Regions from separate parts of the Mus musculus genome. Here region 2 is linked to region 1. Evidence: chromatin contacts called from public Hi-C data. All regions are on one chromosome and are shown on one strand. Each heading gives the region's core, a stretch centred on a gene start, on an enhancer-like site or on the middle of the called end of the contact. The rest is flanking DNA. Distances are from core to core; before and after follow the strand shown. Region 1 overlaps Dna2 (DNA replication helicase/nuclease 2). Region 2 overlaps Pbld2 (phenazine biosynthesis-like protein domain containing 2).

What was found. A called contact is a pair of places that touch in the nucleus more often than the background predicts.
Region 2: a Hi-C map of liver shows a contact between it and region 1, with 2.7 times the contacts expected there. The contact joins two enhancer-like sites. A contact is called at or near these places in 8 of 39 promoter capture datasets (cranial neural crest, embryonic stem cells, hippocampal neurons and 3 more), 3 of 484 Hi-C or Micro-C datasets (cortical neurons and liver), 1 of 115 datasets of contacts at active chromatin or transcription factors (embryonic stem cells) and 3 of 9 other capture datasets (adipose tissue, liver and pancreatic islet).

The regions. Positions count from the first base shown.
Region 1 is chr10:62,963,064-62,968,402 of GRCm38.p6, reverse strand. Dna2 (DNA replication helicase/nuclease 2) reads right to left here. Exons shown (of 21, transcript NM_177372.3): 14 at 4,374-4,598; 15 at 3,310-3,503; 16 at 1,897-1,986; 17 at 1,599-1,803; 18 at 661-750. Among named protein-coding and RNA genes, the nearest start is that of Rufy2, 15 kb to the left of the region's middle. Within about 2 kb of position 1,907, at least 6 of the 459 cell types and tissues checked have an H3K27ac peak or open chromatin away from gene starts, as enhancers often do. A contact at or near this core is called in liver, where this site is marked.
Region 2 is chr10:63,036,235-63,042,360 of GRCm38.p6, reverse strand. It overlaps Pbld2 (phenazine biosynthesis-like protein domain containing 2), which reads right to left. Exons shown (of 10, transcript NM_026085.2): 2 at 3,129-3,272. The coding sequence starts at 3,212. Among named protein-coding and RNA genes, the nearest start is that of Pbld2, 15 kb to the right of the region's middle. Within about 2 kb of position 2,305, at least 6 of the 459 cell types and tissues checked have an H3K27ac peak or open chromatin away from gene starts, as enhancers often do. A contact at or near this core is called in liver, where this site is marked.

The sequences.
Region 1 (5,339 bases), core at 658-3,157:
CTTCTTTCTTTCTTTCTTTTTTTTTTAAGATTTACTTATTTTTTATTTATATGGTACACTGCCACTGTCTTCAGACACACCAGAAGAGGGCATCTGATCCCATTAAAGATGGTTTTGAGTAACCATGTGGTTGCTGAGACGTGAACTCAGGACCTCTGGAAGAGCAGTCAGTGCTTTTAACCACTGAGCCATCTCTCCAGCCAGTCCTTTTTGTTTGTTTGGTTGGTTGGTTGGTTTTTGGTTTTTCGAGACAGGGTTTCTCTGTGTAGCTCTGGCTGTCCTGGAACTCACTCTGTAGACCAGGCTGGCCTCGAACTCAGAAATCTGCCTGCCTCTGCCTCCCAGGTTCTGGGTATAAAGGCGTGCGCCACCACGCTCGGCCCGCTTTTAGAGTCTTAAGATTTGGGTTTTAGATCCTGTGAGCTGGAGTTAGAGGTGTTTGTGAAGTGTCTAACACAAATGACAAAAACTGAATTCCAGTTCTTTCTAAGATACCAGACCTTAACCACTGAGCCATGTTTCTAGATCCTGACCCTCCTTATCTCAATGAACAAGTTTTAACACCAGATCTTCTGTTCCTTAAGTGTCTAACGATATTTAACAAAACAGTCAATAATTTCTCTGCATGCAGAGCGACTAACCTGGACACCCCTGCATTACCTTTATAAAAGTTGAGGTTAGGAAGACAATGAGTCTGGCTTCTGTGACATTGCTAACACCACCATTTTCAACTTGCTCTGGAGCTGGGACCTAGGCAGAGAACCGTGAGTCAGTGATGCGATCTGTCAAGTTCAAGCAGCAGGGGGTTACAAAGGCCTGCCGACTAGGGTCTGGAGATAAGTGGGAAGCAGTCTGAAATAATATACAGGGGCATGCGCGTGCATACACACAGACACACGCACCCACCGCGGACATGCGCTGCACAGGCAGAGTTTATTTCCAGAGAAGCACATGACGACGCATAAAAAGCACTCCACACCTCTGGCTGGCTCTCACACGCCTCACTGTTGTCTGTCTCTGATCCTCCTAATTCCATCCTTCCTAATTACCCCAACCTTAAGAAGTTAACCCTGGGGCTGGTGAGATGGCTCAGTGGGTAAGAGCACCCGACTGCTCTTCCGAAGGTCCAGAGTTCAAATCCCAGCAACCACATGGTGGCTCACAACCATCCGTAACGAGATCTGACTCCCTCTTCTGGAGTATCTAAAGACAGCTACAATGTACTTACATATAATAAATAAATCCTTAAAAAAAGAAAAAAAGAAGTTAACCCTGACATGTTGTCAACCTATAGAACAAAGACCCCAAGAGACTGTAGCCAGGAGGTGCCATAACGCACAACTTTAGTAGCTCACTTGTGAGGCACAGGCAAGGATCATAGATCTCAGAGTCTGAGGCTGGCCAGGGGAGAACCAGGACAGACAGACAGGACTGTGGTGCTGCGCTGAGGTGTGGACGTACGTACGTATGTACGTACGTGAGCATGTACTAAACTTGGTTCTAAGCAATCAGGTCAAAAAGGTACAGTAAGCTGAGAAATTTAAATACTAAGACAAATATTTTAAAAGAACTGAAAATGTTCTTCACTCTGCCCTTACCTTGTCTGTGTTAAGGAAACACACGGGATTGTCTGGCTCTAACACTCCAGCCAGCCAGGGGCTGTCAGAGTAGTCGGCATAAAGCTGGAGGCTCAGCCTTGCGTCCTTGAGGTTGGGCAGGGCTAGCACTGCGTTGGCCACTCGGTCTGACCCACACTCCAGTTTCCCTGCGTATGTGAGCTTGTTGCTCAGGGACATAATCTTCCTGGAAGAGTCAGAGAACAGAGAACACCACCTGGGTTTGAATGGGGACGGAGAAGGAGCAGCCAGGCACCCAGGGCTGGCGGGCTGCACACACCTGTTCATTCGGTATTGCACGGTCAGCTGCACCACAGCGCTCTCGTTCCGCTCCAGCCTCTTGAACAAGCTCTCGCTCATGCCCAGAGCTCTGCCAACAAACCATATCATAAACACACCGAAGCGTCCCTTGAAAAGAATCCAACTCCTTTTTTACCTTTAGCTACCGATCCAGAGATGTGCATCTGCTTTGCCTGCCCACCGTGATGATCCAGTGGAGGCCAGAGGTCAACTTTCTTTAGTGACCCTCTCCTTCTGCCACCTTAACTGAGGCTCCAGGGATCAAACTTGCTCCTCAGGCTTGGGAAGGGCTTTTCCTGCTGCGCAATCTCACTGGTTCTCAAAAATACAGCTTAAAATAAAAACTTGCTCTTTTTTTTTTTTTTTTTTTGAGACAGGGGTCAAATCGAACCCACAAACTTGAAAGGTAGCACTGGATGGCCTTGAACTTCTGACCCTCCAGCATCGATCTCCCAAGTGCTGGAAATCTGTGCACTAGGCTTGGGTCATGCACCACTGGAACGGACCCAAGGCTCCGTGCACGGCAGGCAAACACATTGAGAGCTGAGCCGCATTTCCTACAGTTAAAGCTTCAGTACTGGGTGGTGACACGGGTCTGCCGTCCCAGCTCGCTAGACGCCTGAGGTGGGAGCCTGAGGCAGAAAAGATGCTTCAAGCCTGGATAATATGGCAGAATCCATCTATTAAAACCAAACCAAGGGCTGGAGAGATGGCTCAGTGGTTAACACTGCTCTTCCGAAGGTCCTGAGTTCAAATCCCAACAACCACATGGTGGCTCACAATCATCCGTAATGAGATCTGACGCCCTCTTCTGGAGTGTCTGAAGACAGCTACAGTATGCATACATATAATAAATAAAATAAATCTTTAAAAAACAAAACTGAAACCTGGGTGAGGGCACACAGGTTGGGAGGCAGAAGCAGGCAGATCTCTGGTCTACAAAGTAAGTTCCAGACCAGCTGGGGATACACAGCAAGACTCTGTCTCAGAAACAAAACAAACACTAAAATGAAATGTCTACAGCCCACTGTTATCAACTGAACATAGTGAGAAGAGAGAACAAATATCAAAGGAAGAATTTCCTCCATCAAACTGGCATATAGGAATGTCCAAGGGGCGTTTTGTGATTGTTCTCTGATGCAGGAGCAGGGCCGAGCCCACTGTCCCAATGCTGGACAGAGGCCTGGGAGCGAGCCAGTCGGCAGTGCTCCCTGTGAGCCTGGGAGCGAGGCAGTCGGCAGTGCTTCCCGTGAGCCTCTGCTGCAGTTCCTGACTTCACTTCCCCCAGTGGTGAACTATAATCTATAAGCCAAATAAAATCTTTCCCTCCCCCAGGACGGTTTTGATCAGTGCCTGACACAACAACGGGACACAGACAAGAGCATCTACCCACCTTGCCTCTCGGTTTACAACCAGGGGAGGCAGCTGCTGATGGTCCCCCACCAGCACAAACCTCCGCGAAAAGAACAGTGGGCCCAGGCAGACGGGCTGGCTGATTTGAGATGCTTCATCCACAATACAGAAATCAAAGGTTTTTCGGGAAAATATTGGGTGATTTATTCCCATGCAGGTTGTTGCAACAATAGGCTACAAGCAAGCACAGAAAACAAGCCATTTACCAAATGTCAAAGATGGTACTTGGGTCCCCGTCCCGGCCTCTTTCTGAAATTAAAAGATCAAAACCACCCCCCCCTCCAATAGCAAGAACCTCTCAATACTATTTAATTCAGAAACATGTATCGTGTGTTTGTTTCTTGAGAGACTCTTGTTACTTACTTAGTCTAGGATCGCCCTGAACTTCCTATGTAGCACAGGTTGGCCTGAAACTGCTGGGTCTAAGGCGACCGCTAGCCTGAGCTTCCAAGGGAGTTGAGAGATCAGACACACACCATCATACCTGGCACATTACTAAGTCCCTTGCTCTGCAAGAGATGCTGTGAAGAGGATAAAGGCAAAGAGGGAGACCAGGAAGCCATATATGCAGAAGACCAGAGCCTAATGTGCATAGTGCCCCAAACTCAAAGCAAGCCAGGCCTAGAGGCATGGGAGTTGGGGGGGGGGGAAGGCCTGGAGCCATGGGGGGAGGCATGGAGCCATGGGGGGAGGCATGGAGGAGCCATGGGGGGAGGCATGGAGGAGGCATGGGGGGAGGCATGGGGGAGGCCTGGAGCCATGGGGCACTGGCCTGGAACCCCAAGCTCCTAATTGACTTCAAGGTAAGCTTAACTACAAAGAAACTTCAAGGTGTGCCTGGTCTAGGACATAGGTGACAGACAGAGACAGAGAAACAGATGGACTCCCTGGGGCTTGATGGCTGGCCAGCCAGTCTATCCTACTTGGCAAGCTCCAGGACAAACAGATCTTGTCTCAACCTGAGAAATAACAGAGACTGTCCTCTGACGTCTACACGCGCACACACACGCACAAGCACACACAGTAAGAATCAGACTGACTTACGTGACTGTTATAGAGTTCTTCTAGATGGGCTAAAGACGCAATGGACCTCGATCTGCAAATCTCCTCCTCTGTAAACTTCTGGATGTCTGGATGGACCTTATGAGACTGACCCAAGCGCAAAAATCCGACTTTAAACTTGGCTAACTTCAGGAGAATATTGTCAACGGCGGAGTGCGTGTAGCTGGTCAGCAGAACGCTGAACCCACAGGCAGAGAGGATCCTCACCTAGAAATGGGAGGCCGAGGAACAGGGAAAACATCATCACTTTGAAACCGGACAACTGTTAACAGGCTTACAGTTTTCAAACACTTACAACGTTCAGTGAGACTAGAATCGGCCCCCCAACACACATACAACAGAGGACTGCCGGGTCTGTGTTCATTCAGAGATGATGCACCTAACCCTCAAGAGACTGGTGACTCCAGGGAGTTTGAGATCAGATGGGATGGGGGGTGGGGACATCCACTTGGAGACAGGGGGATGGGGAGGAGGTATGGGATGTGGAGCAATAGAAGAGTAGATGGGAGGTTGGGGGGGGGATAAAATATGGGGTGTAAAAATTAATTAATTAATTAATTAATTACTTTTTTTAAAAAAAGCTCAAATCCAAGAAAGAAGTTTGCTGCTATTAATCATATCGACCCCAGAGTGGTGTGAGTGTAGGCCTGTACCACCACACCAAGTTAATTTATCTTTTTTTGTTTGTTTTGATGAGACAGGGTCTATGCACTCTTGGCTGGTCTGGAACTTGCTATGTGGACCAGGCTGGACTCAAACTTACATATCCATTCTCCCGTCTCCACCTTCAAGCGTTGAGATTAAAGGTGTGTGAGCCATTATAGTAGCCCAAATTCAGCAGTATGAGGGCTAACATAACTTGTGAGCCCCATAGGCCCAGGGACAGATAACTTCCTGGATTGCTGGGAGCTGCTGGTTTTGTAAGGAAACAAGTCACACGCTCTCGAT
Region 2 (6,126 bases), core at 1,056-3,555, 74 kb before region 1:
GTAACTTCTTCATATTGTTCTGCATGAGCCTACCCGGTGCCTCTCACATGCTGGGCACCGTATGTTAGAACAAGTGGAGTGGGTTAGGATCTCGGGGTCATTGCTGACTGAATTAAAACCAAGATGAATTTCCTCCCCAGCCCCTGAGGTTCCAAAGACCAACCAAGGCACACCACCACCAAAGCTCCCCTAGGGCACCAGTGAGTTATCGGGCTTCCTTACAGAGCGAGGTGAGGGCTTCTTTACATCTGTGTCGGAGTGCTCCCCTAAAATGTGGCACCAGAAGGGCTTTTACCAGCAGTGATGGCGACTTTCCTATAGTGACCCTGAGCAAAGTTTAGCCACAGCCAGAAAACCAAGTTCTTCAGATAATCTCATCTCAGTCAAATCATTTTCAATTAAGTTTACTGACTGATATTATACATAAAACATACAAATTATATCTATGGGCACCATACAATGTTTTTATTTGATCACATTTTAAATAAGTTAAAAAAAAAAAAAAAGACAAAACACCACAACCAAAATTCACTCAAGCCCTGCCCTTAGACTCTCATGGCTTTTTTCTTTGATGAAATCCAATATTGTTTAAGGAGATAATCCAGTAGAAGAGCCCTTGCCTAGCCGGTAGAAGGCCCAAAGTTGAAGCCACAACACAAAACAAAACCAGCAAACAAAACCCAACTGTTCCACTCTGGCAGTCCTCGATGTCCCTGCCACCTGAAGGTCTTTTACTCTCTGTGGTCACCAAGGAAGAATGACCAAAAGTCCTCTGCCAAGACTTAGCTGGCTCTTGACGTGAATAGCTACAGAAAAGCTCAGGGTGCCGGACTGAGGCTCCACTCGGCACTGTGCAGGCTGGAATGCTGAGTCCTTGGCTACTCATGGTCTTTCTACCTTCCTATCCTCCTCCCACTCCTACTTAGGGGGATCTTAAACTATACTGAAAGTTTCATTTCCTAGGTTTCAAAAATACGTGAGTCCTGGGCATGGCGGGGTACACTTTTAATCCCAGCTCAAAGAGACAAGGCAAGAGGAGCTCTGTGAGTTCAAGACCAGCCTGTTCTACATAGTGAGAAACAAACAAACAAACAAAAACAGCAAAATGACAAAAAAATAAAAATTATAAGTAACAGAAAACATATTTTAATAGGCAAGTGGATAAAGATGGAGAGGGCTAGAGAGATGGCTCAGGAGTTGAGTACTGGCTGTTCTTCCAGAGACTCCAAGTTCAATTCCCAGCACCCACATGGCGGCTCACAACCATCTGTAACTGTAGTCTGTAGCCTCTGATCCCTTCTGATGTGAGGATGTATATGCAGACAAAACACCCATAGACATAAAACAAATAATCCCAGCACTCAGGAGGCAGAGGCGGGTGGATCTCTGAGTTCAAGGCCAGCCTGGTCTACAGAGCAAGTACCAGTACAGCTAGGAAACTGTCTCAAAAAACAAAAACATTAAAAAAAAAAAAAGATAGGACAGATCCTTTAACTCCTTTGTTTATTGATGTTCTGGGGATAATCATAGTTATGTAACAACACAATATTATCTGGTGAATATTGAATATTTAAATCACTCACAACCCAAAGATTACATAGGTACATAGACTATGTTCCAAGTATATGTCTCTATATATGTATTATGTATGTATATTTATTTGTGTGTGTGTGTGTGTGTGTGTGTGTGTGTGTGTGTGTGTGTGTGTATGTGTGAATGGCATGGAGACCTGGGACAGATATAGTAAGACTTTTGACAGTCAATTCCATTCTACAATTGCTTGATAGGAAGCTGTGCTTGCCGGATTGAAGGTTCCAAATTTGGAATCTGGAATCTGGTTGCTAATTATTCTCCCACTAATCTTCCCAAGCTCTTGCATGAGTAGATAAAGCCTGGTAATTCCTTTACTCTCCGCATCTGGTGGAAGGCAATGGTTGGCTGCAAGGTTACATAATGAGTGCATAGCTGAGATGGGATTACAGCCACCCCTGTAGCCCAGAGAATCAGCTCCTTTATGCTAACTGCTCTTAGTCGAAGGGTAATACTGATTTTATTTTTGAGACATTTCTCATTAATAGTCCAGGCTGGCCTAGTGCCTGCTATGTAACCCAGGCTAGCCTCAATTCAGGATCCTACTCCTGCAGTTGCATCCTCTTTTTTATTTGGTGCCAGTTACTCTTTATTTGTGTGTGTGTGTGTGTATGTGTGTGTGTGTGTTTTGTGCCTTTGCACAGAGGTCAGAGGACACTTGGAGGCACTTTGTCCTTTCCTTCCACCATGTGGAACCTGGAGATCCAATCAGGTCGTCAGACTTGGCAGCAGGTCCCTTTACTGACTGAGGCATCTCACTGACCCCATGGTACATGAGCAGAGCTAAAGGCAGTTTGCTCTCTCCATTCACCTTGTGAGTCTCGGGGATTGAACTCAGGTCCTCAGGCTTGGCAGCAAGCACCCTTACCTGCTGAGTCATTCTGCAGGCCACTGAAGAGAATAGCTGCATTTCCGAGGTATAGATAAGGCTGAAGCCAGGCGTGATAATGAACCCTGCAATCCCAGACTCAACGAGGAGACAGGTGGAATCTGAGGGAGCCTGGGCACCATAGCCAGTCAGAGTAACACAGTGAAGACGGTCTCAACTACTGATGGACAGCCCAGAACCTGCCAAATGGTGCCTGCCCCAGAACTGCTCTAGTTGTGAGCTTCGTTTTTGATGCTAACTAAACAAAAACCTAATTCTGAAAGGCAATACCAGACGTTCTTTTATAAAATATTTGATTATTCATGACTTTTTATTTTTGCGAGATTGTTCTCTATATAGCCCAGGTTGGCCTAGAACCTGCTATATAGCCCAGGCTGGCTGCAGACTCATGATCTCCTGCCTTCTCCTTTGGAACACCAGAGTTGCAGGCATGCTGCTGCCAGGTTCCCTGCCTGGGAGTCTCTGTGGCTCTGACCCAGTCTAGGCACAGCCATTCCCTCATAACCTGAAGACATGGCCATCAGCGACATGTCACAGAACACAAGCCAAAGTGGCAAACACGCAGGATGGCCTCATGTCTTTTACAGATGTCAAGGGCTCTACACACATCTGGAAGTTCAGGCATGGCCCTTGAGAACCGCGTACTCACGCGCTCCAGGAGGCAGACTGCGGCAGGATTGCCCCGGAAAGCTGTCGCAGTGAACGCATCTGCTATGAAGATTGGGAGCTTCATTTTCCTCGCTGGCTCTGTCTGAGGGCTCCCTGCCCTGCTCGGAGCCCGTTTCACTTCCAGCTGTTAAGAAGAAGAAAAAGTTAATGTTTTACTCCATGTATAGACGTAGTTAATAGTTACCAGATAGAAAGTCATTGACTCCAACATACTTTGCACCTCAAGATGTGCACACCCCGACTTTTCAAAGCCTCTGCATTTAATTTGTTTTAAAATACTAACTGAAATGAAACAGTTTTAACCTTTGGCTATTTGCCCCTCTACCCCAACAGAACTCCCCAACATAATCACCCTCTGTCCCAGAGTAGCTGACACTAGCTGTGACAGTGACTTTAATAAAATTCATGAGACATCTGAGAGGCACGTGTTTTACAGTCTTCCCACATAGACTGTGTGTGTGTGTGTGTGTGTGTGTGTGTGTTGAGGATTAAAACTAGGGACTCAGCCAGATTTGTGGTACATGCCTATAATCTCAGCACTGGGGAGGCAGTGGCAGGCAGATCTCTGTGAGTTTGAGAAACCCTGTATTGGAACCCCTGCTCCCCCCCCCAAATGGAACAAAAACAAACAATCAAACAAAAAAACCCTCCCCAAAAAAACAGGGACTCTATCTTGCTAAGCAAAAGTTTACACCTCACAAAGTTCCCTATTTTTTTTTTTCTCTAAGAACTGTGGGGAACACGTTTTCTAACCAGGCTGCACACACTGGCCTGAGACACTTGGACCCGAGTAAGTCCTCTGCCTCATAATATCCTCCAGTACCCAGCTCTGGCTTTGAATGTGTTTTTAATGAAATTCATCACTGAAGAATACAATTCTGCCCTTCAGTGCTTGTTTTCTTAAGATTTCTAGAAATGCTGTATTGCTTCTCAAACCAAGAGAGTCCTTTAAAGGCTTAGGTCTCAAAGGGTCTGTCCAATAAGCTGTCTTACACTGTGCAATAAGATGTCACCAGCCCTCCACCCACAGCATACCCAACTTCTCTTCCTCAAAGCACTTGGGTTGCGTTTTGGCTCAGGGATCCCCAGAACTGCCTGTCAGGACAGTTCCATTCCCTTTGCCAGATGGCCAGCCTTCATGACTTCCTACAACTAATGGCGACAAGTCTCAACTAGGGAAAGATTTGGGGAGAGAGTTTTGTTCTCTGATTAACAGGAGCTGAGAGAACAGGCCACCCATCCTTTTTCTCGGAGCTGAACGTAGCTTTGATGCTGGCAATGCAGCAGCCTGATCAGTACACTGTGATTAGCTAAAAGATAGAAAGCTCGGAGACTAGCTCTGGGGGAAAAGGTGTGCTTTCTGATGCTGTAGTTAACCTGCTGGATGCCCCTTATGTGTTCCTACCTTTAAACTTCTCACCTAATACAGAGTAAAAGCCTCAAAGTTTGAAGCCATTGTTAGTACAGAAACAGCCAGAATAATGACTCCAAAGTTGTCTACATTGTAACTCCCAAGAACTCATAAGTATGTTTTGTTACCAGTGAGAGAGAATTAGGTTCAATCAGCTTATTATTCTGGATTAGCAAACCCCAGTAAGAGATATGTGTGTGTATGCATAGATGTATATATGTGTATATATAACATAACATATATGAATATGTGTGTGTATATATACATATATATATACACACACATATACGTATATGTATGTATATATGTATATGTATGTATATGTATGTGTGTGTGTGTGTGTATATATATATATATATATCATTACTGGAGATTGAACTCCAGGGCTTCAGGCAGGCAAGGCAAGTACTCTATCGCTAAGCTAAATCCCAAGCCAACAAGTATCTTTAATGGTAGATGTTGTTGTTGTTGTTGTTGTAAAAACAGGGTTTCTCTATGTAGTCCCGGCTGTCCTGGAACTCATTCTGTAGGCCAATGTGGCCTCAAACTCACAAAATCCACCTGTCTCTACCTCTTGAGTGCTGGGACTAAAGGTGTACACCACCACCATCCAGCTTTAATGGTGGATCTTTTTTGTGTTTTTGTTTTTGTTTTTGTTTTTGTTTTTTTGAGGCAGGGTTTCTCTGTATAGCCCTGGCTTTCCTGGAACTCACTTTGTAGACCAGGCTGGTCTCGAACTCAGAAATCCACCTGCCACTGCCTCCTGAGTGCTGGGATTAAAGGCGTGCACCACCACACCCAGCTTTAATGGTGGATCTTTAATGTGTGTATATATGATGGTATTCTTGGTTGTCAATCTGACAATTTGACTATATCTGAAATTAACTAAAACCTAAGTGGTTGGGTATACCTATGAGGGATATTTTTTTGTCTTTTTTTTTTTTAATTTAAGCAGCTATTAAAAGCCTTTTCCAGTATAAATTCTAGTGTTGTATCTGAGCATGGCAGTGTGTGTCTACAGTTCTAGCTTGGCTCTGATGTGGAGCCTGAGCCAAGAGGATTTGCTTACACCCAGGAGCTTAAAGGCAGCCTGGCCGACACAGTGAAATGCCATCTCAAGGAAAAGAGAATGTCCCTGTATTATCGAATCAGGACGTTAAGGGTGCAGCTCCTGTAAACAGTACCTTAGTTTGTTCCTTCTGAATGCAGTTAGACCCTGAAAGGCATTTATTCATATCCTATGCCCTATATGGAGGAGATAAAATATTAGGATTAAAATGTGATGGAGCCGGGCATGGTGGCACATGCCTTTAATCCCAGCACTTGGGAGGCAGAGGCAGGCGGATTTCTGAGTTCGAGGCCAGCCTGGTCTACAAAGTGAGTTCCAGGACAGCCAGAGCCATACAGAGAAACCCTGTCTCAAAAAAAAACCAAAAAATAAAAAATAAAAATAAAATGTGATGGAACTAATATTACACATTAAAACCTAACATAGCACATGTGTGTGTGTGTGTGTGTGTGTGTGTGTGTGTGTCTGTATCTTGCTTGCTCTGGGAAGCAGAGGAAA